Regions from separate parts of the Mus musculus genome. Here all the other regions are linked to region 3. A link is a contact called in public Hi-C data. All regions are on one chromosome and are shown on one strand. The core of a region is the stretch at or near the end of the contact, and the rest is flanking DNA. Distances in the headings are between cores, read along the strand shown.

What was found. Hi-C and Micro-C count contacts between places; a contact is called where the count stands out from the background.
Region 1: a Hi-C map of cerebellum shows a contact between it and region 3, with 2.5 times the contacts expected there. The contact joins two enhancer-like sites. A contact is called at or near these places in 2 of 484 Hi-C or Micro-C datasets (cerebellar granule neurons and cerebellum).
Region 2: a contact with region 3 is called in a Hi-C map of cerebellar granule neurons, with 2.2 times the contacts expected there. The contact joins two enhancer-like sites. A contact is called at or near these places in 3 of 484 Hi-C or Micro-C datasets (cerebellar granule neurons and cerebellum).

Annotation. Positions count from the first base shown.
Region 1 is chr1:48,275,011-48,277,722 of GRCm38.p6, forward strand. No RefSeq gene overlaps it. Among named protein-coding and RNA genes, the nearest start is that of Mir6350, 810 kb to the left of the region's middle. Within about 2 kb of position 1,446, at least 3 of the 459 cell types and tissues checked have an H3K27ac peak or open chromatin away from gene starts, as enhancers often do. A contact at or near this core is called in cerebellar granule neurons and cerebellum, where this site is marked.
Region 2 is chr1:48,532,796-48,535,495 of GRCm38.p6, forward strand. No RefSeq gene overlaps it. Among named protein-coding and RNA genes, the nearest start is that of C230029F24Rik, 710 kb to the right of the region's middle. Within about 2 kb of position 1,321, at least 2 of the 459 cell types and tissues checked have an H3K27ac peak or open chromatin away from gene starts, as enhancers often do. A contact at or near this core is called in cerebellar granule neurons, where this site is marked.
Region 3 is chr1:49,098,263-49,101,086 of GRCm38.p6, forward strand. No RefSeq gene overlaps it. Among named protein-coding and RNA genes, the nearest start is that of C230029F24Rik, 140 kb to the right of the region's middle. Within about 2 kb of position 1,504, at least 2 of the 459 cell types and tissues checked have an H3K27ac peak or open chromatin away from gene starts, as enhancers often do. A contact at or near this core is called in cerebellar granule neurons and cerebellum, where this site is marked.

The DNA.
Region 1 (2,712 bases), core at 196-2,695, 820 kb before region 3:
ACAAAGCAAAACAACAACAACAACAAGAAGAAAGTAATACAGACTAATATTAATATGATCTAGGCATACTTATTAAAACTTAAGAAATATCACACTCTACTCTTATTTGTTCAATCCACAACAATGAACATGCTTAGCAGCTAAAATTATTGGTGTTTTTAATGTGGCGAGACATCAGTCATTTTTATCTATAGAGGTATTTCTGTCATTGATTTAGTACTACTTTATCTAGCTTAGATTCCTATGTAAAGTAATTAGGATGTATTATCATCATGAGTCATGATAAACTGAAAATTGTTACTTTTTTCAATTTTATATCTATTATTACATCTGATACATAAAAATTTAAGAAAAAACACATACTGTGTGAAATATTTCGATATAAATATAACACCTTCATAGTTAATTATCTATGTTCAGTAAGTCTCAGGTTGAGGATATTTTTACCAAGTTGTATTGTAGATATTGATATTCATTCATCAGTGATTTTCTGATAGTTTAGAAAATTTAGGAAAACAAGTGTCTAGCCTGTTCTAATTTTTCACTACCAATTATGCTCTATGTGCATTGGACTTTTCGCCAAACTATTGTCAGATTGCTTTTTATATGCAAAAGTAAAAATTTTCAAGCTAACACTTTCAGTTATGTGTGTGTGTCTGTCTGTGTGTGTGTCTGTGAGTGTGTGTGTGTGTGAGAGAGAGAGAGAGAGAGAGAGAGAGAGAGAGAGAGAGAGAGAAATTGCATTGCCAGAGGATGCCATTGGAATATTATTCTGTCTTATTCTCCACCTTATTCATGTGGGAAAAGGTCTCTCACAAAATCTGCAGCTCAGCTGACTGCCAACAAATCTTAGCAATTCTCCTGGTTTTGCCACCCATTGTGCTGTGGTTACACTACGAGCACAAAGATGTTCAGCTTTATAACTTGTTTCTGGGTATTTTGAACTTAATTCCTCATACTTGTGCATAAAGCCTTCTTACTCACAGAGCCTTTTCCCTGTTCCTAAGATTAACCTTTGAATGTAAAGTTTAAAACCCTGAGTCAAACAAATTGAAGATGATAAAAGTGAAGTTGAAAACATTTTACAATATTGAAAATATAATAATATCCCATACTTGTTCACTGCCTAACCTTCACAGGTGAAATCTGAAGTGATTTATGCATCTTTATTAGAGTATACACCTTTAATGAAACTAATACTTATCCATATTTTTCGCAGTTATGATCAAAGTCAAATTTGTCATCAGCAAAGCACGCAATTCAGCATAGCATGAAGTTTAATGTAGCACCATCCCCAGACGTCAACTCTGCCACAGACATCCTGGCGTCTTGCCCAAAGAGTAGGGTTAGAGTTGCAGAGTTAAAACCATGTCTATATTCTGCTGGCACTTATGTTCGACTATGGTTGTCTTATCACATTTTAAAACCGGCAAACTTCCACCATGACAGATGGACAGAAGCAGCCGGTGCCAAAACTCAGCATGGCTGGATCAGTTACAGAAGGTTTGAGTAGAAGGACAAGAGGAGAAAACTGCTCTAAAATGCACACATGTTGTCTTGGAAAATGAAACATTCCTTTTTCCACTTAGAGTGCCACAGTTAATCACACCATCAAATTTCAAACAATTAAGGGTAACAGCAATAACTAAAATTGCACTGATTAAAATGTCAAGAATTCTTCACCATCTAGTAAATGAAACAGAGTGAAACTGAAACAAATTGAAAAAGATGCTGGGAGGAAATGCAAGTGTTAATGATAGATTTATTTAACTGTATATATATATATGTATAGGAAATGAAAAACATCCTATATGTATGTGTACATGTGTATCTGTATGTATAAAATATCTGTCATACAAAGCAAACTACAACTCACTGGGTAAAGGTACAAGGCTAAAAATTCAAAAACAAAAACCTCGTTCTCTTATGACTGGGCCTTGAAACAAAACAGTTTATCTAGGTGGAAAGTAGATTTTGAAAAAGCTTGCACCTTTTATTCATGTAGGCATTCTAATACACACACACACACACACACACACACTTCTCACAATTCTGAATGTTTAGAAGTCCAGGTTTGAAGGCTCTACAACTTTTTAGGGTTTCATTACTTGTTCTTAACCTGGGGAGAGAGGACAGCATCCAAGATGTGGACAGATAAATTCTTTTGTCTATGAATCATGAACCCCCACTCTGTTCATCATAGCCAGTTGTAATCATATACCCATTTGCATTTGAAACCACAAATAAGAAAATTCCCACACACTCTGCAAGGCACCTCTGCAGTGTTTATCATTGCAGTTTTTTTTTTTAATCCTTCATTCGTATTTATGTGTGTGTGCACAAATGCACATGCGTGCATGCCAATATTTAAATCAGATATCAATGTCAACTGCCTTCTTCTATCTCAGTATTTTAGAGTTTGAGACAGTGACCTTCACTGACTCTTATTCTCTTGGGGAGTTAAATTGGGTAATCTCTTGGTAGAACGTTTGTTCCTGTGGAGTTTCTGTATACAACATCAAGGCATATGCTTTGTTTTCTTGGGTGCTGAGAGATAATCTACATTCCTGTGCTTACCCAGCAGGCATTTTGTCCCCTGAGCCATATCCCCAACCATAGACTGGAGGACTTTTTTAATGAGAACCCCCCCCCCCACTCCTAGACTTACTTTCTAACATTCTAGTTCATAGGTTCATAGGAAGCCCAAAAAAT
Region 2 (2,700 bases), core at 71-2,570, 570 kb before region 3:
CCATCAAATTTGTGTCTTCACAAATGCTAAGGCAGTGTTGTACCAGAGGTGCATGCCAATTTAAAGTTATTGATTTGATATCTGATCTATTTTATCTTAAATCAAAAACTTGCATGCCACACCAAGCCAGCTTTTCTCTAAAGTACTAAAATCCTGTCACAGCTTTAAGTGTGATTTGCAGGCACGGTAAGTGTATGGCACTCATTTCTGGAAATGAAACTATATGTTCCAGTGTGTGTGTGTATCTTTGTATGTGTCTGGAAACCCTTCCAGAAGCACCCATCAGGTCACCTCTTTCATCTCATTAATCGGGGCTTTGTCACTCTGCAATGGCTAAAACAATCATTAATGAGAAGAATCAACTGCCAAGATAGACTTTAGTAATGAGAATTTGTCTCTGCTGTGGAGGTGGAGTCACTCATGGCTGATTACCTCTAAACTTTTGCATTTCACAAGTAGAAAGCAGGTAGTTAATTAGTCAACTAGCACTGTGTGCATATATGCTCTTCAAACTCTGCAACTAGGTTCATAAAATTAATGACATTTGTAGGAAGAAAAAAAACACTACCTAGACAAATGAATTATCCTGAAAATCTATTATGTGGATGCAGGTTACAGTTGCTTCAGTCACACATGGGCCATTTGGGTGTTGATAAACAATGGCGGAGATGTAGAGATTTTGGCCTTTGTCAGAGCACCAACATATGGCAACACCACAAGCCAAGGAGGACAGAAAATCGCTATTTATAGATTCCACTGAAAGTCAGGTAATAAGCCAGAAATCAGCTGGTCTCTGGAGCTGAGAGCCTCTACTTTTTGACAGATGGCACTGAAGAGGGATGGACCAACTTATTAGTCCTATGAGGCTTAGCTATATTTAGTGTCAGTAGATGCAATAGTATATTTTGAAGGTAACATGGATGAGGAAAAAGAAGACCATTTTTTCATCAAACAATGATCTAATGTAATTTGTGTTATTTGTGTAATAACATTACATTGCTAAATATGCATGTATATACATATGTATATATGTGGATTTCTATATTTATAAATATGTATGTCTAGAGAATGTATATTTGTATAAATATATATGATAATTTATCCAAGTCATATAGCATTTCAGGATTCTCAGGTTCTTCAGTATGTTATTAATACATTCTACTGCAGTCTTTTAAGTTTTATTAAGAACATGATATTGAGTCTCAGAGAAGGCTCAGTAGAAATTTTTTTTAAATATGCTGGCTAGTTTTATGTGAACTTGACACAAGCTAGATTCATTGGGAAACAGTGAAACTCACATATATTCCCACACCAGAGTATCCTATCTGCGAGTAAGCCTCTGGGGCATATCTTGATTGATGTTTTATGTGGGAGAGACAAGCTCACTGTGGGCATTGGCAAACCGAGGTCTATTGTTTTAAGTCAGATAAGAAAGCAAACTGAGTATTCCAGAGCAGGAAGCCAGTAGAATACATTCTTCCATGGTTTCTGTTCCAGTTCCTGCCTCTTGGCTGCTGCTTAAGCTTCAGCCCTGACTTTGCTTTCATGATGGACTTAAATGAACTGCTTCCTCACTAATTTGCTTTCTGGTCATGGTATTTTATCCCACCAAATCTCTACAACCCACAATAAAAGCAACAGTGCAAAACAAACCCTGTGATCTGTGTGTGGAGGGCAGAGGAAGGAACAGTGTTGGGCCTTCCATACAGTCAGTCTATGTAAATTACCAAGCTCCAGAATGAGGAAGACTCTACCTTAAAAATATAAGGTGAAGAGTGACTGGCAAACTCACTGGAAAATCAACCATTGTGTTGACTCATCTGTGCTCATGAGCACATGAATACATGAGCACAAACAGATACACACACACTCTCTATCACATTATAAAAATAATAACCATATGTTCTGCTGTGTCTAGGGTAGAGTTTGACTGGCTGTCATGGATTATGTGCCTGAAATTTTTCCAAGCATTTGTCACAATAACTAGAAAAGGACAACATAGTTATTTGTCTAAGCAATTTTGGGTATAAATATTTCCATTTCTTGTGGTGTCCTCTTCCCCTTTGGATCCCACAATCCTTCCTCTCCCTTTTTTGTGGGACTCTGAAGCTCTTTGTAATGTTTCGTAGTGTGTCTCTACATCTGCTCCTTTCAGTTGCTTCATGAAGCATCTGTGATGAGCGTTGTGCTAGGGACCATTCTGAAGTAGAAATTTCTGGTTGTGTCATGCGATGCAGACTCATGCGATGTTTTGCTAAAGCATACTCATGTGATGTTATGTTAAATCAAGACCTGTGAAATGACACATGATGCTTGGATTATAAAAGAAGGACCCAGCTGACAGTGACGAGAGGCTTGCATAGCTAACCATGCAAAGCTTCTATAATCTTGTGTCTTTAGGCTGATCTTCACTTCATTGAGTGATTCACAGCAGAGAACGTCTCCTGGCTTTCCAGCTGGTTCCATTCACTCCTAAAGACTCATGCCAAATTCACTGAGGCTGGATTATTCACTCGTTGCTGATTCACGTTTTATGACACTCTTTAAACAGAACTGTTGATATCCTGACACTACTGAACTGAACTACTGCTACTCTGACAATGAAGGTAGAAACTGCCCCCCACTCCCTCCCCCCCCAAAAAAAAACCCCACATAACAGAGCCTCATCCCTTTGTCCTATTTACCATTTTTAACTTCTAC
Region 3 (2,824 bases), core at 254-2,753:
TATAGGGATGGAAAATGCTGATTGGTGGAAAAAAATGCTGAAAAATGTATTGTTTGGTCATTTTGGAAAGTGTTTTTATTGTATCAAAACTAATACTGGAATAAGGGAAGACCTCTGAATTCTATTTTAACGTATGGATTCACAAACAGAATGAAACAGACAATAACTGTGTTCATTGAACATTATGAAATATAATTCTCCTTTAGGATTTGACCTCAGGTAGTACACATTAAAAGCATGAAAGCACCATGGGATCATTTTGGGCTTTTTTCTTTTTCTTTCTTTCTTTCTTTCTTTCTTTCTTTCTTTCTTTCTTTCTTTCTTTCTTTCTTTCTTTCTTTCTTTCTTTCTTTCCTTCTTTCTTTCTTTCTTTTCTTCCTCTTCCTCTTCCTCTTCCTCTTCCTCTTCCTCTTCCTCTTCCTCTTCCTCTTCCTCTTCTTCTTCTTCTTCTTCTTCTTCTTCTTCTTCTTCTTCTTCTTCCCCCTCCTCCTCCTCCTCCTCCTCCTCCTCCATCTCTCCCTCCTCCTCCTCTTCCTCCTCCTTCCTGTTCCTGTCCCTGCCCCTCTCCATCTCCTTCCCCCCTCTCTCTCTTTGTGTGTGTGTTTAGTATGTTCCTGTGTGCCTGGGTATGTATATTTTTCTGTGTGTGTTTTCAAGAATATGAAAGGAGGATATGATACCATAGTAAGTTTTAATTATTTTATGATGAATAGCCCTTTCTGAACTGAGACTGTGAGTAAGTATAATAACATGAGAGACTAGCTTAATCACTGAAGTGAATACACAGTAGTTACATGGCTGGAGAATAAAAAACAGGCTAACTATAAAGAAGATAGAGTAAGATATAGAAGATATAGTCTGTGTGCAGATTGTCATTATGCAGGGATTTCTAAAGGGCATTGTGAAGTGTCCTAAACGATAACCCTTTGTATCTTTACTCCATTCTCCTGAGAGAAAGGATAAGATTTTTAGATTTGTTTTTTCATGTAATAACTGCAACTCTTACTATGGTTTGCTTGCTGTTTTATATGGTGTAATGAGCATGCTTTAAAGTAAATGTACTTTCCAAGTGTTTTCCATACCCAATGGCTCCAGATGGATCAAATTTTTGTCTGTGTTTTACTTTAAACTATCTTTAATGCAATCTCAAAAGTGTTATGTAGAAAGCTTTACATTTCTAGGCCTGAAAAGTAAACACACATACGTCCCATGGGGCAATGTTAGAAAATTACATATTCTAAGTGTCAATTCTCATGCTGTCAAGTTCAGCCACTTTTCAAAATATAGCATATGTTCTTTTCTAGTTAAAAAAAAATACTGACATTAAAGTCGTGTCAGAGTTTTCAAAAAGATATCATGAAAAAAAGCCTAGATAATTCAGTTCTTTGGCAAAAAAGAATGATAAATGACTCATGCTGAAAAGTGGGCAGTTATATCACATAAGAAGATAATGACTAAAAGCTTTCCAAATAGCTGCCTGACTACAGCCAAGAAGGTGGTCGGCATGCTGGTTTAGCAGAATGCAGGGCTGATTGCCAGTCTTTTTTTGAGCAAAGCAGCTATTCATTTCACCTGCAAAATCTGTGGTTCACACTGACATTACACAAAATGAAAAACAAGGCAGTGGCTATTTTTAGGGTCAGATAATAGAGAGGTAAAGTAAAATAAAGGCACCTTTCCTACATGGAGACATAACCTTTCTTCCACATTGTCTTTATGTGTGCATGTGTTTGTGTATAATTTTTGTTGAAATTGCATTGTAAAAATGGAATGTAGTTCTCAGTAATACTACTATTACCACTTTGTGTAAGAGTATAGATTTAACAAACACAGTTGTATTATTTTGAATGCATGAGTACATATATCTAAAATTATTTTCACTTTAACCAATCCTACATAATACTAGCTGTCAATCCAATATAAAACCAAAATTCATTAATTGTGAAAGAATAAAACCAGAAATGTTTAGTCAAAATCAATTATAATAGATCTCTATGCATACCTATGTATACCTCTGTAACAAATTCATACACTCAAATACAAACATATGAACAGTATAAAAATTGATACACATACATACGTACCCACATATACAGACAGCATATAAGTTATAACATAAGACAAAGATAAAGAAATATGGAAAACACATTCTATGTATTTATGTGAACACAAATACTAATCAATAATGCTGAATATAAATGAGTTATAATTAAAACTAATTAAATGTGGATATTATCAAGTAGAAATTGCTCATCCTGGTAATAGAAATATTACAAAGTGTATATAAAAGTGAATACACGGTAAAAATGAAAGCGATGCTTTACAGATATTGCATAAATATAAACATAAATATTAATGTTTTCATATTTTCTAACTCAATACCTGTGTGCACATATGATACCTTTTTCTAATGCACAATTTCTGTAAAACTGCTAGTTGTGCATACTTAAAATGTATTTGTAAAATTATTCCTATGAAATAAAATATTATTTATCCTAGGAATTCAGATAGGTTAATTGAGTCTTGGCAATAGCTGTTCTCATCACTTTGTATCACTACAAATATTAATATTATGATGTCATTTATTTTGTTCACATTGGAGATGCATTTGCCTATTTCTATGACATTAAAAATGGTAGTCAAATGGTCTATTTAAAGAGGTTAGGTGTGTACATATTTATTATACACTAACTATTCTGAATTTTATTAGATTTTCTGTAGGGTCATTCTGCTTGCTTTTTCTTTTAGGTCATGGGTGAATCCAAAAGATATTAGGACTCCAACAAAAACTTCATGAAGCAGAGTCATATTCTAAAGATATATG